2 separate regions of the Arachis hypogaea genome follow, and region 2 is linked to region 1. The links are chromatin contacts, called in public Hi-C maps. All regions are on one chromosome and are shown on one strand. Each heading gives the region's core, a stretch centred on a gene start, on an enhancer-like site or on the middle of the called end of the contact. The rest is flanking DNA. Distances are from core to core; before and after follow the strand shown.

What was found. Hi-C and Micro-C count contacts between places; a contact is called where the count stands out from the background.
Region 2: a contact with region 1 is called in a Hi-C map of leaf, with 2.8 times the contacts expected there. The contact joins the enhancer-like site here to the promoter of LOC140183243 in region 1. A contact is called at or near these places in 2 of 8 Hi-C or Micro-C datasets (both in leaf).

What each region holds. Positions count from the first base shown.
Region 1 is chr20:132,182,485-132,189,009 of arahy.Tifrunner.gnm2.J5K5, reverse strand. LOC140183243 reads right to left here and starts at 1,980. Exons shown (of 2, transcript XM_072231267.1): 1 at 1,670-1,980; 2 at 922-1,588. The coding sequence starts at 1,980. The coding sequence ends at 922.
Region 2 is chr20:132,225,258-132,232,280 of arahy.Tifrunner.gnm2.J5K5, reverse strand. No RefSeq gene overlaps it. Among protein-coding and RNA genes, the nearest start is that of LOC140183305, 13 kb to the right of the region's middle. Within about 2 kb of position 4,045, at least 3 of the 3 cell types and tissues checked have open chromatin away from gene starts, as enhancers often do.

The sequences.
Region 1 (6,525 bases), core at 731-3,230:
CAGGCAGCTTGAAACACCCCAACGTATATATCATAATGGCAGTGGCTACGTCTTTTATCAATGTTTCTTTGCCGCTGGCTGATAAGAGGGATTTTTTCCAATGCTATAATTTCTTCACCACCCAATCCTTAATATAATTGAAGGTTGCTTTTTTCGATCTCTGTATCACTGAGGGCAGACCCAAGTATTCATCTTGGTTCCCAACATGGGAAATGCTGAGAATATCAGATAAAGTCTCTCGAGTTTTAGGATTGATATTTTTGCTGAAAAATAACGATGACTTTTGTAGATTAACCACTGTCCGCTCACATCACTATAAGATTGTAGGATCTTGACTATGTTAGCACATACTTGGGGTGTTGCCTTATCGAATATAATTGAGTCATCTGCAAAGAATAGATGAGTAATGTAAGGACATCTGTAGTTCAAACGAATTCCAGTGATCTCATTCCTCTGTTCTCCTCTGTGGAGCAGATGGGAGAGTCCCTCTGCACAAAATAAGAATATATAGGGGGAAAGTGGGTCGCCTTGTCGCAATCCCCTACATGGCTTAAAATAACCATGAGGTTGTCTTTCTACAGCAACAGAGTAGGAAACGGTCGTTACACATTCCTTCAACCACTCCACCCACCTTCTACAAAAACCCAATTTCTCCATAATAGCCCAAACGAAGTTCCATTCAACCCGGTCGTAGGCTTTGCTCATATCTACTTTCAATGCTAGTTGTTCATCCCCAAACTTCTTATTCTTCAAGAAGTGCATAAATTCGTGAGCAATCAATACATTATCACTAATGAGCCGGCCCTTTATAAATGCACTTTGGTTATCGCTAATAATTCTGTTTATAGTATGTTGTAATCTATGCACAAGAATTTTAGAGATAATTTTATAAAAAACAGTACTAAGACTGATTGGCCTCACCTAGTTCATTTTGCTAATGTTGGAGTCTTTAGGAATTAAGCATATGTGTGTATGATTGAAGGCTCTGAGCATCTTCCCTCCCTCAAAGAAGCTATGAACAGCATTAAGAACATCCCTTTTAATAGTGTCCCAGAAAAACTGATAGAATTTTGCAGTGAATCCATCCTCTCCAGGTGCTACAAGAGGATTAATAGAAAAAACTGCATCTTTGATTTCTTGATCCGAGACTGGTCTAGTTAGCCTTCGATTGGTATTGTTATCTACCCTTCTAGTCAACCCCTCCAGCTCCTCAGTCGGCTCCTTTGGTTTAGAAGTAGTAAATAGGTTTTTAAAATATTGCTGCGCAATACTAGCTATTTGTTCTGGATTAGTACCAACCTCACCCGAATCACTTTCCAGCCTGTGCAACTTGTTTTTGCTACTCCGCATACGGAATTTGGCATGAAAGAATTTTGTGTTCTTATCACCCCACTGCAACCTGGCCTTTTCTTTCCAGAATCTTTTCTCCCTCTCATATTCATCTTCTGGTTTCACCTCTAAGACCCGAATCATAGTAGTGTCAGCCCCTGCACCTTTATCCTTCTCTGCATTCAGCTTTGAGTTTAATTCAGCAATATTTTTCTTCAAGTTAGTAGACAAATTTTTCTGCCATGCTACCAAATTGTGTCTACATTATTTAAACTTGCTGAATAATACAAATATCGGAGAATCTTTAACCTTCATATGCCATGAATTTGCCACCACATGCCTAGCTTCTTCGCTATCACACCATCTTTCCTGAAATCTGAACCTTCTCTTTGTTTTAAAACCTCCTCTATACGAGGAAACCAGAAGCGGTCTATGGTCAGATCCTGTGTCATCTAAGTGCACCACCGAGCCATTTGGGTAATTCTGTTTCCACTGAATAGAGGCCAAACATCTATCCAATCTTTCTCGAATAAAGTTAATTCCTGCCTGTTTATTACTCCAAGTGAACATACTACCTTCATATCCAAGATCAACCAGGCTACCTCCATTAATAAAGTCTCGAAAAGCTTGAATAGAAGATATAGTTTTCATTTTTTCTCTTCTTTTTCACTAAAGGCTAAGATAGCATTAAAATCACCAGTAATCAGAATATTTTCTCCAGCTGTATCCAGTATACTTAAGATCTGATTGTATTGAACGTTTCGTTGGGCCTCTTCATTGTGCAAATGTATTCCAAAAATCTCTCAAATTCTGTTATGCACATTGTCTCTCTAGGTGAAATGAATAAAGAAAATCATCATGCTGAATAATATTAATATCTTCACCTTCCTTCCACATTAATACCAGCCCTCCCGCTATTCCTCTTAGTTCAACACAATGGAACCTCTGAAAACCTGCTTTTCTGCCTTGTTTCTCCACAAACGAAGTAGTATTTTTGGTCTCGCATAAGAATACCACTTCGGGGGAATGGGTTCTACATAACCCTTTGATGCTGTGAACTGTTAGGGGTTTCCCCAAATCCCGACAGTTCCACATGATCATCTTCATGAACCTTGGGGTGCCGCTTTTGAGATGGCACCCTGAAGCCCTTCAGAATAAAATTCAGTGGATGAAATAGAGTCTTCTTCGTTCAAAAACTCATCTTGTTGCTCCGAATTTCGCTTAACACCAACAATCTTACTCCCTACCTCCGTCACTTCCATATTTCTCGCCAAATGTTTAATTTTTGGTCGTTTACTACTTCTTTTAATACCTCTCTCTGTGCTGCCTACGTGAAACACCCCTACTTTTTCTATCCGTATCAAACCTTCCATACCTCCTGGCACCGGTTCTGTTCTAGTGTATGGAATAATGTTTTGGTTTTCCTGCGGATTTGAGATATGATACTGAGCTGATGGTTTTAGAATGTTGGTTTGGTTTAGGTGTATTTGAGAATTTGGTGGATTATGGATACGGTTGGGGTTATGGTCATTGAATGATAGGTTAGAAAGGTTTTTTAGAAGGCTTATTGGTGTAGGTTTATTATGAGGTTGAGAGAATCCAGTTTCCTTTCCACGTGGGTTTGGGTGTGAGTTCTCCTTTTGCTCTTCCACTCTCCACCCGATCTGGTCTGCTTTCAACACTCTATTCCATCTCTCTTTAATCTCCTGCTGATTGGCAGACAATTTCAGGTACTCTTCGCAGTTCCTTGTTTCATGCCTGATGTAACCGCAAAAACTACAATAGATCCCCAATTTTTCATACTTCAGCATAATTTCAAAAACTACATTATCCGGACTAGCTACTTTTATTGATTGACGTAGTGTCTTGGTCACATCCATATTAACCCTTATTTTCATAATCTGGTCCTCCTTGCCTCTCATGGCAAATTTATCAGCCTCCATTACCTCCCCTAGTTTTTGACCTATCCTCCATGCCGCCGTTATTGTTTTGCAAAATTCAGGCATTCCTCATATTTGGATCCATACTGGAATTCAAGTAAAGTCCTCCTGTTCCACTTTCATACCTGGCTGCCATCTTCTAAGATGGATCATATAATTTTTAAATAGCCATGGAGATCCCCTTTCCACCCTTATCACATTTGCTTCCTTAGAAAAGAAAAATTGGAATATGTTTTCTCCATGCACTTTGACTCTAAATCCCTCAGGTTGATTCCAGATAGCTCCGAATCCTCCCTCCATTGTCCCGCCGCTAACCTTTCTGTCCACCATTAGTCTCCCTATTAAGCTTTTAGAGCATATTTCGACTCCTTCCTTCACATTCTCCACCTCCAATACAACAATCTCCTCCTCTTCTGTTTCAAGTTATTCTGGATTCTGTGTAACTCTCACCTCAGGTGATGTCATAGGATGAGTTATGAAAGAGAATTATAACTTTAAAGAAGGACGAAATCTCACTGTTCACTCAGATTATTTGGAGAAGGTCTGAACTCTTAGTGATTAAAATTTACAAGAAAAAAAATAGAATAGAATTAAAAATTAGGATTCACAAGAAATCCTATCAGAGGCACAAAAAATCCTAGGCACAAAAACTCGAAGGTCATTTCTAATGTTAATACATTAGATAGCTGTCTTATTAAAAATTTTATCCGAAAAAATTTAGTGGAATAAAAACTATAGTTAAAAAAAGAGTTCAGCCCATAATTTTATCAGAAAAATAAATCAAATAAAGATAAAAACATAACAAATAAGAGAAAATATAGAAAAGGAAGAGAGACGACAAACAAACTAAAAGAAAACAAATAAAAGGCGATCGAAAAAAAATTGAAAGACGATCGAAGAAGAATAAAAATGGCGTACATGTCATGAATAATAATTATGAATCTTTCTTAACATTAGGAAGTAAAGCATATGGATTCTTCGTAAAAATTATTATATAAAAAAATTACATATAGTCCTATGTACAGGATATACTTTATATAATAAGTATATGCATGATATGCATATAGTAAAGCAAAGCATGTTAGGCATAAAAAAAATTGATGCAATGCTATGGAGATAAATATATTTTATGTGTGGCATATATAAAAGAAACATGAAAGTATAAAAAAAAAAGATTAACAAAGAAATTTAAGAAGAAGGAAGAAGAATGTTAATGTATTGCGACGGTGATAGTGGTGTAAAACAAATTAGAAGAATAAGGAGGATAAGTAGTAGAAAGTAATTATTTAGTTTTAAAGTAGAACTTGTGCTGACAATATGTTACGAAAATAAAGATTTGGGTTTGAGGAGAGAAGAAAGATGAAAGAGAATACGGAAAATAAGAAATGACTTTATTAATAATTAGTGTGTACATAGAACTCTAAAAGGGGATTATTTATAGCAAAGGATCTAACTCCTATAGAACTCATCAGCTAGGTTGACTGATTTTATCTATTTGAAATTTAAAATACAGTTACAGTCTAGAACATTCATAACAAATATATTTATAGCACTCTCCTTGAATGTCTCTAGTGATAATACGTTAGGTAGCTGTCTCATTAAAAATCTTAATAGAAAAAATCTAATGGGATAAAAACCATAGTTAAGGAAAAGAGTACAACGCGTATTACTCCCCCTAATAATTATATCACTTGATATCTCTTAGTTGGTGCATCCCAATCTTGTATACCAGCTTCTTAAATGTTGAGGTAGCTAGTGTTTTAGTGAACAAATATGCTAAATTATCATTGGAACGAATTTGCTGAATATCTATATCACTACTTTGTTGAAGATCATGAGAGTAGAAAAGCTTTGGTGAGATATGTTTTGTTCTATCTCCTTTGATATATCCTTCCTTTAGTTGACGTATACAAGCAGAGTTATCTTCGTATATAACTGTAGATATTTTTTTCGTCGGTAAACCACACATATCTTGAACATATTGGGTGATTGTCCTAAGTCAAACACATTCTCGAGTTGCTTCATGAATTGCCAATATTTTTGCATGATTTGAGGAGGTTACAGTTATAATTTGCTTTGTTGAGGGCCAAGATATAGCTGTTCCTCCACTTGTGAATAGATAACCTGTTTGTGACCTGTCTTTATGCGGATGAGAAAGAAAACATGCATATGCATATCAAACTAATTGAAATGTTGTTTCATTAGAGTAAAATAAACCCTTATCAATAGATCCTTAAAAGTATCTTAATATATGTTTGACACCATTCCAATGTCTTTAAGTCGGATAAGAACTAAATCTCGATAATAAGTTTACTGAAAATGCTATATCTGGTATTGTATTGTTAGTGAGATACATTAGTGCACCAATAGCACTAAGTAAGATACTTCAGAACCAAGGAACTCTTCATTACTTTCACAAGGTCGAAATGGATCTTTATCCACATTTAATGATCTCACTACCATTGGAGTACTCAATGGGTTGTGCCTTGTTCATGTAAAATTTTTTCAAAAGTTTCTCAGTATAAATTGACTGATGCATGAATATACCATCTTTTAAGTGTTCAATTTGTAAATCAAGGTAAAATTTTGTCTTACCAAGATCTTTCATTTTAAATTCTCTTTTTAAATAATCCACAGTTTTTGGAATTTCTTCAAATGATCCAATGATGTTTAAATCATCAACATATATTGCACACAATAATAACAAATTTGTATTCAAATCTTTTTATGAACACACATGGACATACACGTTCATCTTTGTATCCATCTTTCAATAAGTATTCACTAAGACGTTTATACCACATACACTACAAGATTAATATTTAATTTTGGGAGTATTTTAGTGGGGTCTCTAAAAACCTCTGCAATATATTTTATTTATGGCAATTTAAAAAACCTCCACTAATAATTAATTCAAAATTAAAATATAAAATTCTCCCCCAAAATATAATTTCCCCTAATCGCAGAAACGAGAGGCAGGTTAACGGAGAAGAGAACGGCGCCTCAAACCCTAAATTTTCTATCGCCATTTTTGCCGCCGTTCTCGCTGCCGTTTTCGCCGCCGGCGCCATTACCACTGCCATGTTCGTTGCAGTAGAGAGCTTCTGGATCGAGCCACCTATCTTATCAATGCGTTTTCAGATCTGTCTCTCTATACTGTCGTTGTTGTCATTGTTGTCACCGCAGTTTTCGCCGCCGTTGCCGCCACAATTTCCGCCGTTGTCTCTCTATACTCCCGAGCTTCTTCTTCAACGCC
Region 2 (7,023 bases), core at 2,796-5,295, 41 kb before region 1:
AAAACACAAAAATACCTGATTTAGAGACCAGTAACCCCCTCCACGGCGACTCCTTTCCCTTTCTGCCATCACTCCCATCAGGCTTGAGCATCCTTCCAACCGGTTCTTTCATTCCTCCATCCTGTAGCTAGTTTTGGAGGAACCTGGGTCTTAATTGCTTCCTTGTGAAGTAGCAAATAAGTGTTTCTGTTTTACATCCATTTGGTCTTGTCTCAACACTTCATGGTAGCAAATGGTAATTACCAACGTGTTTAAAGTTTTTGCTAGAAAAATTGGGTTGGTTTGTTTTCAGTCCAGTCTTCATTGTCTTTTTATAGAGATTGGCCACCACCATTGATTTTTTGAAAATGAGCTTTATATTCTTGGGCCCAAAAGCTTTCTTGGAAGCCTGTTTGTTCTCCAAACTCTTTCCTTTTTTTTCTTTTTTTCACCTTGGTCCACCCATCTCCTGTACCTTCTTGATTGGCTACATTATTAACTATGATCTCCCCATGCAATGTCTTAGGCAGAAGATCCGTATTTTCCTAATTTTCTGTAATTTTTGAAAAATTGCCAAAAATGAACCCCTATTTTCCTTCATCAGTTTCGATGGTTGTGTTGCTCGGACAAAGGTTTTTCGATGTTGGGAACCCTCCCTCCGCCATCACGTCTTTGTTGTTCGTCACGCAGTCTACAGTTATGTGACCGTAGCAATTACATGAATCACAAATGAGCTCTAGATGTCATATTCTACTTTGTATACCACATCATCCCCTTCAATCTCATCTATCACTGGAACGCTTAAGTTAATCTGTACGCAGACTCGGGCAAATTTTTCCCTCTCCGCTTCTTTGGTTGCCATATCTACTTTTATCATCTTGCTGACTGCCACCGCAATACGTCGCATGGCCTTTTCTTGGCAATACAGTATATTTAAACCAATGAAACAGATCCAAACAAGCATAGAACTAAAGGAGCCCTCTGTTGAATGAAAATTAAAAGACTAAGGTTTTACTAACAAGTAAAAACCTTCAATCATCCACAGGTCTTCGAGTAGGACTTTCTCTTTATCCTCCCTCAAAACACATTTCACCAGGAAGTAGTCATTTCATACATCTAGGATCTCATATCCTCCTTTAAATTTCCAAATATATCTGAGTTTATGCGACAAGACTATGTAACTAAAATATTTTCCTATCACCTTGACCACAACGGAGTCATTATAGGGTTCCGCTAGAGCCCTTCTCCCTTCCTCAGAGAAAGTGACCTTAGGTCTCCCCCCTCGACCTCCTTCAACCACGGCTACACGGTACCCACCCAAAGAGTCATCAATGACTAAGGGTTTTGGGGTCGACAAACTAACCACCTTATCCCTAAAAGAAATCTTAGGTCCAGTAGCTTTTGTCGTGAATTGTCTCCCCATGTGTTGCTTCCATCCTCTCTTGCTTCCTTCCCCATGCCTCCTACATCCTTTTGAAAAGTGACCGGTCCTAGATTTTTTTCTTTGGCCTTTCCCGATGGATCGACCTACACCGCCACTCCCTTTCTTCCCCCCCCCCTCCAAAAGGAATTAATAATTTAGACCATGTAAGAGAAGATGTTGAATAGTAATAAATCACACTTTACAAAAAAAAAATTGAAAAGATTCATTATTTTTTTTTGTGACGTGAATTTAATTAATTACTTCCTAAATTTATTTCTTATTCTTAAATTATCTATCTCTTTTATTTTTTAAATTTATTAAAAAAATTGATGTATCTAAATATGATTTTGCCTAAATATATTAACTTTTAATAAATAAATAATGAAGGAACAGTTCCTTCTAGAAAGAGGGAAGAATTGTATATCGAACTCTTTGTTTTTAAAAAATAAAAAATGAATGCCACAATGGACACTTAGCATGGATATTGTTCATTTTATGTCTGAATACAAGACTCCACTAAGAAACTTGATTGTAATTGTCATTTTAATTTGATTGTGAACCTATTCCATGTATAGAAATCGTCAATTACATCAAAAGCAATGTGTGTGGTCCTCCAAAAGCTACCTTTGATCGACCAATTTTAATATATAAGGTTTAATGTACCTGTTGCCAGAAAAAAGGGAAAGCTTAACATTAATGTTAGCTCCTAAATGTGTTATTGTTAATAAAAGGGTTGTCATTTTTTTCCCCTGGCAGTGTCAAATCTTATATAACTGCTTAGACAGAATTTTTGTGGGGACAAAAAAAATTTTAACACAAAAGTATACAATAGCATTTATATTAAATGAAATTTATAAATATAAATATTTTTTAATTAGAAAAAACTACCAAAAATACACTTAAATTATTTTGTTGTTGACAAAAATATTTTCGAATTTTGTTATCGACAAAAATACTCTCAAATAATTTAAAAACGTGTCAAAGATATACCTCTGTGAATTGAGCCGTACTACGTTAATGAAAATAACGGTATTTTTGTCATTTTTAAATAATTTAAAGATATTTTTTGTTGATAATATAAATTGACAGTATTTTTGTTAACACCAAAATAATCCGAGTGTATTTTTATAATTTACCTTTTAAAGTATGACACTGATATATTAATAAACGAATAATTTTACAAATAAAAGTTATAAAATACTTTAAAATAATACTCTTTAAATCTTAAGTAGCTTGACATTTTTAATAATTGAAATATAAACTTAACTTTTCAATATTTTTTATCAATATAAATAGCCAAAATTAAATGAATATTTGAATGCCTCTATCTAGAAAATTCCAATCAAAGAATTCATAATTCATAAAAAATAAAATAATATTAAATTAAGTAAAAAAAAAAAACAAAGCTTTAACGATAGTAACTGAAAATTAGAAAGGGGACAAGAAAATGTATTCATGGAGGCAAAAGTTTTTCTGGGTTTATCGTTTATTTAATTGATTTTTTATAATTAGTTAAAATTTGAATGAGTATGAATTCGAATCACAGGTGTTCAAACTACTAATGTTTATATAAAAACTTTTGGGGTGTGAGGGGCATGCCCCATGGTCATAACAAAGCTCTGATTGAAAAAAATTTTCTACATCATCTCCTAATTTGACAAGGTTTGTTGTTGTCCAATTAATTTTGAATTTTTGACACTTGTTTAGTAGATTAGTGATTAAATCAAATCAATTTTTTTTAGTTTTTTACTCTATCTTTTATTCTGATAGGCTAATGACTAATCAATCATTTTGTTTTAATTGTCCATAGTATTCTAAAATTCGACAAGTCAAAGATTAATCTATCGCGGATTTGAGCTCCATTTAAGGATCTGTCATTGGCCAATGAGGTACTGCATGCACAAGGTGAAATTTAAACTCTCAACACTTAGTCTAAGCGGACGAGCAAGCTGACTACCCAACTAACCAAGTTGGTTTTGTTTAGGGATGGCAACACCACCCGAACCCGCGGGTACCCACCCTGCCCCTACCCGCTCGGGGCAGGTATTATCTGCCCCGCACCGAGACGGGTTTTTAGCGGGGCAGGTTCTTGAGAGGAGCAGGACAGGTCGGGTTTAGGTAATACCCGCTCCGGTATATATATAATATATATAATTTTAATATATATTATGTGTAATATATATAAAATAATTAGTAAATGATTAATAATATTATATCATATTTAAATTTTTACTTTAATTTATGTTATATATGTGATGGTGGTTAGTGGTTACATAAATTTTGAAATTTAATTTTATTTATTAGATTTTAATAATTATAGGGTGGGGCGGGTACCCGCAGGGGCGGGTTAGGATTCAACGTTTTACTACCGTGGATAGAAACGGGACGGATTCTATGTGAATTGTTGTACGGCGGGACGGGGTCGGGTAGAGCAAAAACCCGCCCCTGCCCGCCGGTTGCCACCCTAGTTTTGTTGATTCAAATTTAATCCTTTCTTTAATTGTTTTTTCTCTGACCCAAATTTAATCTCATTTTTTTTGGGACTTCAAGCCAACATTAATCTCAACAGTAACTGTGTGCCATATAAGGCCTAGACGAATTTGGTGGGCTTACACATCAGCGACTTTGATTTCAAAGAAACCATTTTGGAGTGGACTATATAATAGATGTTGGACTTTTTAATACCGCCTTCTACGATGATAGTTTTGGAGCCCCCATTTTTAATCCCCAGCATGTTTTTTTTTTTTTTTTTTTGAGTGATATCCAAATTAGTTTCTATAAAAAATTGATAATTTGTCTCTTACTTGATTTAGAAGATTAGGAGATCAATTTTTTTGTGGAAAAAATAGAGTACAACTACAAAGAAAATTTTGGTAGCTACAACCTTTCCCTTTTAAGAATATTAAAAGAATTAGTTTCTAATTGAATAAATACATAAATCAATTTTTATTTTAAAATTTTAGACAATTTAATTAACCACTCTAATTTTTATGACTTTTTAAAAAAATTAGATATTAATTTTCTAATATTTTAAAATAACATGAATCAATTTGTCAATTTTTTTGGGGGGTCAGAGATTAACTTGACCAATTTGGGATTTTAGACTTTCTTTTATTTTTCTATATGAGAAACGACGAAGTACGTGCTAATTCTTTTTTAGACCGCAGTGTACTAAACTTCTAAAATATTAAGATATGTGTTTAAAAGAAAATAATGTTTTATATATTATTATGGACTACAAAGTACAAAGTACAAACCCAATTGTATTGTCATTTTTGGGGCTTATCCAACAACATATACTTACAAATAAAATTAACAATTTACCCCCCAAAAAAAAAAATTCTAATTTGTATTCACATACAAACTAATATAATTAATAAAATCATCAAAAAAAAATAATTCTAATTTTCATCAACATACACTAATTAATATCATTATTAAAATTATCCAAAAAATTATCATTTCTATTATCATACTAACAAATATAATTAATAATATTATTAAACATAATATAATTATAAACATAATATTATAATTAAAATAATATAATTATTAATATACTAACTAATAATATTATTAAATATATAAAATAAATATTTCTTAAAATTATCCAAAAAATATTATTATTAACAAACTAATATTATTAACAAATATCAAGAAAAAAACGTGCTGGTCCCAAAAATTACCAAAAAATATTACCCAACATTATTAATTCTAATTTCTCTAATATCAAATTCCCAAAAAAAAAAATCCATTACTATTATTAATGAATAAACATCATTAAGCAACAACATTAACATTATTTAATTAAAATAAACGTCATTTAAACAACAACACTACCCTTTCATGTTAAGGTTTAAGGATACTAATGCTGCTCGTGACTCGTGAGACCATTGAATCTAATTAAGAAACCTAAACCTGCACAAGATTTTATTGTCGTACTCTCTAGGCTTTAGCTAGCTTGCTAGCTATATATAGCTCCATACATGATACATGCATGTTCACACAATCGCATGATCTCTTACTTAGAACTTAATTACGTTAATTTGCCAAATTGAAGTCTAATACTGCCAAAAATCACGAATTTCATCTAACACGATGCAGCCTACCACACTTTACACCTTACTATCGATATCTATGTTCACACCGAAATTGTATCGTTTTATTTAATAAAATAATACTGGTAGTGGCTTAACATGCATGTTTAATTTAGCCCTCTTTTTGTTTTGCATTAAAACACAGAAAGAAAAAGGAAAACAATTAAGTAGAAAAAACTAGATACTAAAAAAGTTGAAATGACTAGTATATATTGAGTCTTAATAGTATGGTAATGAGAAAATACAGGGTCAACACACTTACCAACCAACTTAAACAACTTTTTTATTAATTAAGTTTAACTTTTTTAAAAAGAAAAGTATAAGTAACCAACAAGATTTTTGAACAATGTGTAAATAATGTAAATTAATAGGATTAAAAGAGTAAATTTAATTAGTAGCATTAAATTAGGGTGTAGTGTATTTTCATTTGATTGGTGGTTGTTTATGTTGTTCAAAATAGTCATTGTTTATCTAGCACTCTCCTTTTTAAAAATCAGATTTTGAATAATTAAGATTAGGCAAAATAACCTCCTCTAAACAAAATTTCTCATCGCGTCAACCTTCTGTCGCGCAGATCCTTTGCCGCCGCCGCATCTCCGTCTCCGCAATGCGCGACTCGCGTCGCAGCTTGAGGGAGTTCTCGCGCGAGTTGCGTGTGCGTTCCTTCATGTCGTCGCTGTAGGGAGAAATCATGCGAGGATGCTATTGCGATCGTGCCACAGTGGACGCGTCCTCCATCGCGTCGCATCCTCTGCCACTATCGTTCCTCTCTCTCATCGCTGTCCTCCATCACGCCGCACACCCTTGCGCCCTCCGTTGCGTCTCTCTCCTCCATCGCATCGCGCCCAACGCCGTCACTGTTTTTCCGATGTGATTTGGATTTTTTTTTGTGATTTAAAAAATTAGATAAATAAACACCAAAGAATATTTCTTTTCAAAATAATTACGCAAAATAATTTACGAATTTAATTTTGATGTACTATCAGTAAAAAGTAATTTTACATGTGCATTCAATTACATAATGATAGTAAAATTAACTAACTTTTATATTTGACCGTGTAAATGATTATCCAAAAGAACGAATGTGATTGTTTGTATTAAAATTAAACTCAATAATTCATATCAAAATATTAATATAGACAAATTATAATAGACATGATGATACGTTTATTGATTGATGTGATAGATCAAGGTAATTAACATATTAACTATAAAGAATATCATTTTATTGATAATTTATATTGCATTGTAATAATTAATTGTATTACGTTAATCATAAAATACTTAAAAGGCTAAAGCTAAGTAACGGAGTTAAACTCCATTTTTATTTTTGAGATTGGCGAATTGTACTAATTTAATCATTGATTTTTCAATTACTATAATTTGGTCTCCCAAATTCAAAAAAGTACACCAATATAGTCCCTCCTCAACGCTATTAGTGAGATAGCTCAAGTCTTGTTATGTTGAACATATTAAAACGACGTTGTACACATTTTTAGAGCTAAAAGAGCATTTTAGAGTTTG